Linked DNA regions of Sus scrofa: regions 2 and 3 are each linked to region 1. A link is a contact called in public Hi-C data. All regions are on one chromosome and are shown on one strand. The core of a region is the stretch at or near the end of the contact, and the rest is flanking DNA. Distances in the headings are between cores, read along the strand shown. Region 1 holds the start of TP53RK (TP53-regulating kinase). Region 2 holds the start of LOC100624414. Region 3 holds the start of ELMO2 (engulfment and cell motility protein 2).

Evidence for each region. Hi-C and Micro-C count contacts between places; a contact is called where the count stands out from the background.
Region 2: a contact with region 1 is called in a Hi-C map of liver, with 4 times the contacts expected there. The contact joins the promoter of LOC100624414 here to the promoter of TP53RK in region 1. A contact is called at or near these places in 1 of 5 promoter capture datasets (liver), 20 of 47 Hi-C or Micro-C datasets (alveolar macrophages, brain, embryonic fibroblasts and 11 more) and 1 of 2 datasets of contacts at active chromatin or transcription factors (alveolar macrophages).
Region 3: a contact with region 1 is called in a Hi-C map of skeletal muscle, with 4 times the contacts expected there. The contact joins the promoter of ELMO2 here to the promoter of TP53RK in region 1. A contact is called at or near these places in 3 of 47 Hi-C or Micro-C datasets (heart right ventricle, liver and skeletal muscle).

What each region holds. Positions count from the first base shown.
Region 1 is chr17:48,816,324-48,819,340 of Sscrofa11.1, forward strand. It overlaps TP53RK (TP53-regulating kinase), which reads right to left and starts at 1,661. Exons shown (of 2, transcript XM_003134484.5): 1 at 1,194-1,661. The coding sequence starts at 1,482.
Region 2 is chr17:48,680,495-48,683,408 of Sscrofa11.1, forward strand. LOC100624414 reads right to left here and starts at 1,370. Exons shown (of 4, transcript XM_021077697.1): 1 at 1,256-1,370. The coding sequence starts at 1,370.
Region 3 is chr17:48,566,152-48,568,983 of Sscrofa11.1, forward strand. It overlaps ELMO2 (engulfment and cell motility protein 2), which reads right to left and starts at 1,511. Exons shown (of 21, transcript XM_021078300.1): 1 at 1,426-1,511.

The DNA.
Region 1 (3,017 bases), core at 411-2,910:
AGCAGCATGTTGGCTTTCAGATTCATCTTCATAGATAGGAAGGACAAGTTCAAATCCCAGCTCCCTTCCTTATGAGGGAAAGTCACATTAATTTCTCTACGCCTCCATTTCTGCTTCAATAACAACAATACTTCCAACAATTCAATGACGTCATTGAATCTGAAGATTCAGTGAATCTCTACTGAATGTCAAGCATGCGTAAGACACTTCTAGATACTGGAGGTAAATCAGTAGGGACACAGCAGGCAGCAATAGCCACCACCCTTGCTTAAAAGAACTTAGATCCTGGAAAGGGTGAAAATAGAAAATATGAACACACGAATCACTTTGTTAAGTCCAAGCATGTCCAGAGATGCATTTGCTACTGAATTTCCTCCAGATCTCCCAGCACCTAACAATGTCTTGGGGGTACAGTATATGCCTAAAAAATACCAGTGAAAGAAAGGGAGGAAATGCAAAAGTGAAAAGCCAGTGTTTCTGGGCCTGAGAGCCTGGCTGGGTCACTAATTACCTGTGTACCCTTGGGCAAATTACTTCTCTCTGAGCCTGCCGTTCTCATTTGAGGAAAGGTTTTTGGTGGTGGTGCTCGGCAGTGTTTTAATGAAAAAATAAACAACTGAATGAAATCTAATGTTTGAGCGCTAAGATTCAGTCATACGTCCAAACATAAAAAACGACGTATATAATCTCGTCTAATGGTCACGACATCCCTATGAGATGAATACTGCTACTGTGACTTCCCTTTGTAGGTGAGGAAACTGAGGCAGAGGTTATATAACTTTGCTGAAAGACTACATATGAAGCAGCGCAGTATTTAAATTCAGACTTCTTAAAAGTAATGAATAAAAAGATGATGCTCGAAAGCTGAGACGGTACAAATGGGAAAACCAAGGCTCAGGGCAGTTAAATGACATGCTCAACTTTGAGCAGGAGTGGGATAGCCGGGAAGTGAACCTGCCACCAATGGCTCCGAGGCAAATGCTAGTCGCTGCAAGGTCAAGTGACTTCTTAAAAATTAATGAATGAAAAGAAGGATGAAAGGATGACATTTTTTTAACGGAAGGCCACGCAGAAGGTACAAACGGAGAAATTGAGGCAAATCGCGGTCTGCAGAGCAGGGGAGCCCCCTCACCCGCGTTGCCCGGACCGCGGAGCCTCGGGGTCCTCCACGACCGCGAGTCGGGCCGCCTCACCTGCGCGGCGGCAGCGGAGCAGCGCCCGGGCCTCCTGCACCGTCCGTCGCCGGCCGAGCCGCGCCTCCAGCGCCGGGTGCCGGTAGCCCTTGGGGAAGCGGTGCTTCACCACGGCCGCGCGGCCTTGGAAGCGGCCGCGGAACACGCGCGCCTCGGCACCCTGCTTCACCAGCTCCAGGCCCCTCAAGAAGAGACTGCTCCGCTCCCGGGCCGCGGCCACCGCTTCCGTCGCGGGCGCGGGTTCCTCATTCGGTTCGGCAGCAGGAACAGCAGCGCCGGCCGCCGCCATGTTTGCGTCCCCGCGCCGCCGCTCGGAACCCCTCGTCTCTCTCCGGGAACTGTCGGAGCTGCTTCGGCTCTTTCTGGAAATCCTCGGACCTCTTCCGCCACCCGAACGCCGACACTTCCGCCTTGTGGAAGTGGTTCCGCCCCTCAAGCTTTCGGCTCTTTTCTAAGCCTCGTGGCCCCGCCTCCCGGATCTTCCGGCTACCTCCGTAAACTCTCGGCAACTCTCGGTAAACCAGTCTTCCCACTCCTCGGCTGTTTCCGGAAGCCTTTGGCGACTCTAGCTGGCGGCTATTGTGGCCCCGCCTCCCAGACCTTCGGCTATTTCCGGAAACTTTCGGCGCCTCTCGCGGAAAACTCTTTGGGAACTTGCTTGCCTAGGGAGTCTCTGGTTCCAAGGGAACTAAACCCACAAGAGTTCTCTTTTTGGAACTCCTCGTCCCCGAGCTCCTGATTCCCCCCAAAGGGGGCTTAAACTAATCAGAATTAGGTGTGGCAGGTGGGCAGTAAACCACGTGGCCCATGTCTTTAGCGCTAAGATAATAATAGCTACGAATTATTGAGTGCATTCTGGGGGAATAAGATTAAATGATGAAAGCCCATTTTACAGGAGAAAAAGATTCAGAGTCAGAGAAGGTGGCGGGCATATGAGGTTGTCGAGTTTTCCAAAGGAGACAAACCAAGCTGACTGGGAGTGCTTAGCAAACAAATTTTTACCCTTTGCTTTAATTGCTGTAACAAATTCATATGATACACAATTTTGCATGCATGAAAAATTAAAGAATGCCTATTCCTGTCACCAGTCTGCCCCACCACCAACCACTGTATAAAGTTTTTTTCCATGTTTTTTTTTTTTTTATATATGTGCACACTCACACAAATGGAAGGCAGCCTGAAGTGCCTGCCGCACTGTGGGATGGAGCAACAAACACTATTTCTCTGAGTTTCAGATTCATCATCTTCAGGACGAAGATCATTACTTTTACTTTAGCAATTGCCTATTAATATTAAATAAGATCTTGTTCATCAGAGTTCCTGGTGGATTGCATACACTCTTGATGTGTTCATTTTCCCTCCCTCACCATGGAGACCTTGTTTGAAATACTGAAGAAAGGCTCTTTGGTCTGAGGGTTGCTATGACACCAACCCTCAGCCGCAGTCCCTGCAAGTTTCATTCATACACAGGGCAGGTCACCTTTTCAAACATTAGATCCTTTATGTTGGCATAATGTGGTTTCCAGCATCTTTCATCAGCCCAGCCTACTTGAAGTTCACCCAGAACCAATTCTATTTATAGCGCTCAGTTTCCCGAGTTGGTACTTTCATTATCATAATTGTTAGTGTCCACATGGTCATCTCCATGGTTACCAAATCTGTCTGAACCCCTCTCTATGGCTGTTAGCATAACTGACAGCATCTTGGGTGTGTATAGTTTCTCCTGTCCTTCCACTGACTCTACCTATGACTGTTCTGTGTAGTAAATCTCTTCTCTAACATCAAGGGCTTGGTAGTTAATACTGTTTAATGAACTTTAGGTCC
Region 2 (2,914 bases), core at 120-2,619, 140 kb before region 1:
GGAGGCAAGAATATCCAAGGAAAAGACGTGTAAAAGAACTGATGGCAGTAGGCAAAAATTATGAAGATCTTTGTGTTTGTATTAGTTTTCTATGACTGTGTAACAAAGTAGCAAAAACTTAGTAGCTTAAGACCACACAAATGTATGATCTTGTCACTTTTGTAAATTGGAAGTCTGAGCATGGTGTGGCTGCGTTCTCCGCTCTGGGTTGAAAGCAAGGTATCAGCTGGGCTATGATTTTCATCTGGTCCTTGGGGTTCTCTTCCAAGCTCACCGGTTGTTGGTAGAATTCATTTCCTTGGGGTTGTAGGACCTGGCATGTCAAGCAGGTACACTGCTCTGCTCCTTACCACACGGCCCCGCAGGCAGTTCACAGCCTAGGTGTTGTTTTCTTCCAGGCCAGCAGAAGCATATCTAAAGTCCTCTTTTTGTGGCCCGCTGGAGAAGATTCTGCCTTCAAAGGACAGATGATGAAGTCAGGCCTATCTGGATAACCTCCCTATTGGAAGGTCATCTCATTTGGGACCTTAATTCCACCTGCAGAATCCCTTCACCGCAGTACCCATATTAGTGTTTGATTGTATAACTGGATTACAGTGTGTGTACACAGGGCCAGGGCTCTTGAGGGGTGGGTCCCTTAGCATTCTGCTTCCCACAGTGTCTCATTTCCATGCTCATCAAAGAACATCGATCAGGTGGACAAAAGTATTAGTCCATGGATGTCTTTATCCAAATCAGTGATTGAACAACAAGCCCACTCATGGAGTAGCCATTACGATGGAGATCAAGGCCATGGATAAGCCCAACAGCACAGGGACAAGGATAGAAGTTACGTAGGAGCCCATAGTACAGGGTTGCCTCTCATCAAGGCTGATCTGGCTGCTGCTGCTGCCGCCTCTGAATGTCTGACTTTTCATCCCAGATATTGACACTGAGCCATTGACCCTGGTTGAAGCACTGATTTGCCTTTGCCGAAACTGACATGGAATTTGGATATGGGTTTGCTTTCTTGACCATAGTGTCTTTACGTCACTATTTCAGAACTTATGAAACACCTGATTTACTGATGGGACCCTGCATAATTATCACTACAGATCAAGGGACCCATCTCAGCCCAAGAGGTGTGACAACGGGCACGTGACCATGAGATACGCTAGTCCACCTGTATATGGCATCAGCCTGAAGCACCAGCTGGAAAGATCTATGGTGTGGTTTTATTAAGGGCTCAGCTCAGGTAGGAGTTTCGGAACAATACCCTGAGAGTTTGGGGAGCTGTCCAGCAGGATGTGGCACATGCCTTGAATCAGTAGCCAGTGTGCAGGTGGATCCCCAGTAGTGACTGAACAAAGGAGGGACGGTAGGATTGGCATCGTTTACCATCACTTCCATGTGCAGAATTTGTGCTTTCCTGTTCCACAACTTTAGACTCTGTTGGGATAGAGATCTTGAGTTTTGGACAGTTCTGCCAGGAAGCACAGAACGCAAGGGCCCGAGCCTCTTGTCTTTTGGGAGAACTATTTTGGGAGTATCCTGTCTGCTTTTCAGAGGTCCCAGCACAATCCAATTCTGTTGTTTACACCAGTGGCCTTAATAACATTCCCTTATGATGGCTTTCTCCTCCTTTATCTCATTCTCTCCAATCTCTCATTCCTACTTCCTGGAATCACCTCCCAAATAAACTACCTGCCCCCAAACCCCTTTTCAGTCTCTGCTTTGGAGCAAGGCATTTAAATAAACAAGTGTGTGCGTAGCATAGAAAGTCTATAACGCAGGAGCTGTGTGCATTTTTACATAGCACAGTAGGGTGGCACTGTTCTTATGCCTTGCCCTCTCTTCCTGGCACTTATCTTTCAGCCAGAGGGGCAAGAGAATGAGATTTGAATGGAAGATTATATTGCAATTATCATTCATGCACTTTGCCTTCTAATTGCTACATAGATGCTGTCTTTACGGTAAGTGATTGTAGGTCCCCCTGTCACCTAAGAAGAGGCAGAAAAACCATGGGTCCTGCTGAGTTTTTATCCAGGAGAGCTTCTTTCAAAAGAAATTTAAACAGCAGTGGAAGACTAAAATTTACTTTTAAAAAATCATTTCTCAAGATGTGCTTTTTCAGCATCGCATTTACATTTTCAAAGACGCCTTTGGAAGGATGTTCATTGTAGCATAGTTTAAAATAGAAAAAAAGGGAAATCAATATACATTGGTAGGGAATAACTAGCTAAATTATGGTGCAGGCACTAAATGAATACTGTGTAGTCAGTAAGAATGAATAAATTTACGTAAAAAATGCTTACAATAGACTGGTAAATGAAATAAAGCAAAAGGCAAACAAATCTATTAAGCATAATTCTTTTACATGTACATGTTTGGATAAAGTTATGCACATTAAATACACATGACTGTATACATTTAGATAAAATTTAGAAAGATAGGGAGTTCTCCTTGTGGCTCATGGTAATGAACCCGACTAACATCCATGAGGAGATGTGTTCGATCCCTGGCCTCGCTCAGTGGGTTAAGGATCCAGCATTGCCATGAGCTGTGGTGTGGGTCCCAGATGCTGCTCGGATCCTGCGTTGCTGTGGCTCTGGCGTAGGCTGGCAGCTACAGCTCCCGTTCAATCCCCGAGCCTAGGAACTTCTGTATGCTGCAGGTGTGGCCCTAAGAAGAAAAAAAATTTAGAAAGATATGCTCCAAATATAACAATGGTAATCCATGGATATGAGATTGTTTAAAAGGAAGAGGGAACTTTTGCTTGTGCATCTATGTGATTTTTCTATGAAGAAACAAAATGGATGGTTTTTCAATTTGGGGTAAGAAAGATACACAAAATGAGAGGACTCTAAGGGTATCATTAGCCTACTTGTTAAATTTGACTTTCAAATGTATATCTGTGTGTGTGTGTGTGTGTGTG
Region 3 (2,832 bases), core at 261-2,760, 250 kb before region 1:
TGAGTATATGACCTACACCACAGCTCATGGCAACACTGGATCCTTAACCCACTGAACAAGGCCAGGGATCAAACCTGAATCCTCATGGATCCTAGCTGGACTCTTTATAACGGCTAAGCCACAAAGGGAACTCCCTGACACACTTTTTGTGTAGGACCTCAGGGACATGACTCACACGAACACCCTGTTCCTCCTGCCAAAGCCAAGTTTTCCATTCATTTATTTAAAACATATTTACAGTGCCTGGCCCTGTGCAAGATGCTGGAAATACAAGAAGCAAAAGCAGATACTACCTTTTTCCCTGTGAACCTTATTATCTGGTGGAAATAGACAAGCCTATTTTCAGCCATTCAAGGGTTGTGAAGGAGAAGTATACAGGGTGATGAAAGTGGGGAATTCATTTGGTGAGGGAGTCGGGCGCCAGGGATGCCTCCTGAGGAAGTGATACTTGAGTGGAGATTTGAAAGATAAAGAGGAATTTACTGGAGTAAGCCAGGCAGGGAAGATATGCCCCGGAGTAGGAAGACCAAGGGTGAAGACCCTGAGTAGGGCTGGGGCTTGGTATGTAGAAGGAACACGAAAAGGTGAGGAGAGTATTGAGCAAGAGGGGTTGGTAGACTGAGACCAGGGAGGAGAGGTCGGTGGGTTCCCCTCTCCAAGGCTTGGGAGAGGATCCGGGGCTGGCCCTGCAAGAGGTGGAAGAGGCGTAGTTGTAAGCAGCGGAGCGTCCGGATCCGAGCCCTCCGGCCAAGGGGCAAGGCCCTTGCGGATCGGCCAGAGGGCATGTGGGCAGATCTGGTTAAGACGCGGCATCGGTCCGGGTAAGAGGCGAAAGAGGGCTGAACTGACGAGCAAGCAGCGGAGATACAAGTAGACGGACTGGGGTCTACCGAGCCGGGCCGGATAGACCGGGCGGGGTGAAGAGCCTTGTCTATTGAAGGGGGTGGCGACATCGAGAGGATCTGGGCGTCTGGCGCCCGGGGCCACCCAGCCCCAAACACTCTCTGGGCGCCTATCAAGCCCCTTCCCATTCGGTCCCTCTCCCGTCTCCTCCCTCACCGTCTCGTCGCACTCCGCGTTCCACCCACCCACCCTCCTCCTCCCCTACCCCTCGACCCCTACCCGGTCCAGCCCCCGCCCCTCGAGGCCTGGCCTGCCCTCTTCCCCACCCGTAGACCCTTCCCTGTCGGGGACCCAGTGCCCCTCAGGTCCGGGGGACCTAGCTGGGCCGCGACCCCTCTGGGGCCTGTCGTACCGGCGCGGTGCAGCCCAGGCCCGCCCTCTCCAGCCCCTCGGTCCCCTGGGCAGAAGCAGGCCGCAGCTCTCCGCCCGCTTCCCGGCCCAGCCTCTCCTCCCTGCGTCCCTCAGGCCAGGCCCCGCTCCGAGGGCGGGAATGCCCGAGCCCCCGGCGCGCCCCTCACTCACCAGAACGCCAACCTAGGCCCAGCTCCCGCAACCGGGTCTCACCGCCGCCGCCGCTCCTCCAGCCTCCGCCCGCCCCACCTTCCCGGGACCCCGCCCCGCGCAGGCCGACCCGGGCTCCTATTGCTCCGCTTCGCCGTCACGCTGAACTCTCCTCCTTCAACTGGGTTGATTGCCTGTCACTCAAAGGAGGGCGGGCCCAGATGCTGAGGGGAAAAGCCGGCGATCCCCGCCCAGCTAGCGGAGGCCTCTTAAAGACATAGGCCTCCTCTGCCGCCCCAGGCTATGGGTTCTGGAGGAATGGGATTTCTCCTCAAATTCAAGAGGCATTACCAGCCCCCCACCCCACCCAAACTTTTCTTTTGGCACTGCCTGGGTTCCTTGTGATAAATCAGAGCTTTTGAGGGCTCAGCTGTCCTCTGGTGGCACTAAGCCCTGTGCCCGGCGGGCATGTAACGCACTCATCAGTGGGATAACTGTGGCTTGAAGAACTGAGTGGGAAGTGACAGTCATGTCAGAGGCTGTGAGCAGCCGCGGCTGCTCACCACCGAGTTGGAGCTAATTATACCGGCACCCAGGGCTGACCGTGGGCGCTGAGCAGAGGCAGAGGGGTACAGCTCAGCTGTACTGTTGGTAGGGACCCGTGGGAGGTGGTATTCGTCACTGCACCTGCAGATCGGAACAAGGCCAGGCACTGCGCCAGGGCCTCGCGCTCGCTCGTGCTATCTCCATTTACACTCACAGCAACTCTGATGTAGGTATTACGCTGATCCTCTGATGGCAGACTTAGTGATGGGCTGAGCAAGATGCCAGCCTGTGCCTGTTTGATTCTAAAGTTTATGCTTTAACCTTTTTTTGGTCTCACAGATCCTTACAACCACAATGGATGGTGGGTATTTTGTTGCCTCTTTTACCGACCCTCAGCTGGAGAGGCTAAATAAGGAAACTCTTACCCAGCAAAGAAACTAAATGACAGCTCCCATTTAGATGGTGCTTCTGTCAGGAAAGCATCAGAAAAGCAGTTTTACATATGTTGTTTCATTTGATCCTCAAAATATCTTCGAAGTGAAGATGATTCTTATTAGTCCTATTTTACTGGTGAATACAGTGATGCTCAGGGAGGGTGAGGTTTAGGAATAGATAACATTGCCACTGCCCTTGCAGAAGTCATCAGTTTATTTTCCATAAATGACCATTGGAAATACTTTTGGCCATACAACCTCTGTCAAAACTATTCAGCTGTGCTGTTATAGCCTGAAAGCAGCCACAGACTATATGTAAGCCAATGCGTGTGGCTGGATTCCAATGCAACTTTATTTACAAAAATAGGCAGTGGCCTGTGGCTATAATTTGTCCACTCTTAGTCTACAGGGCTGTGGATACAAAAGTGTTTAATAGACTTTTGCTTTG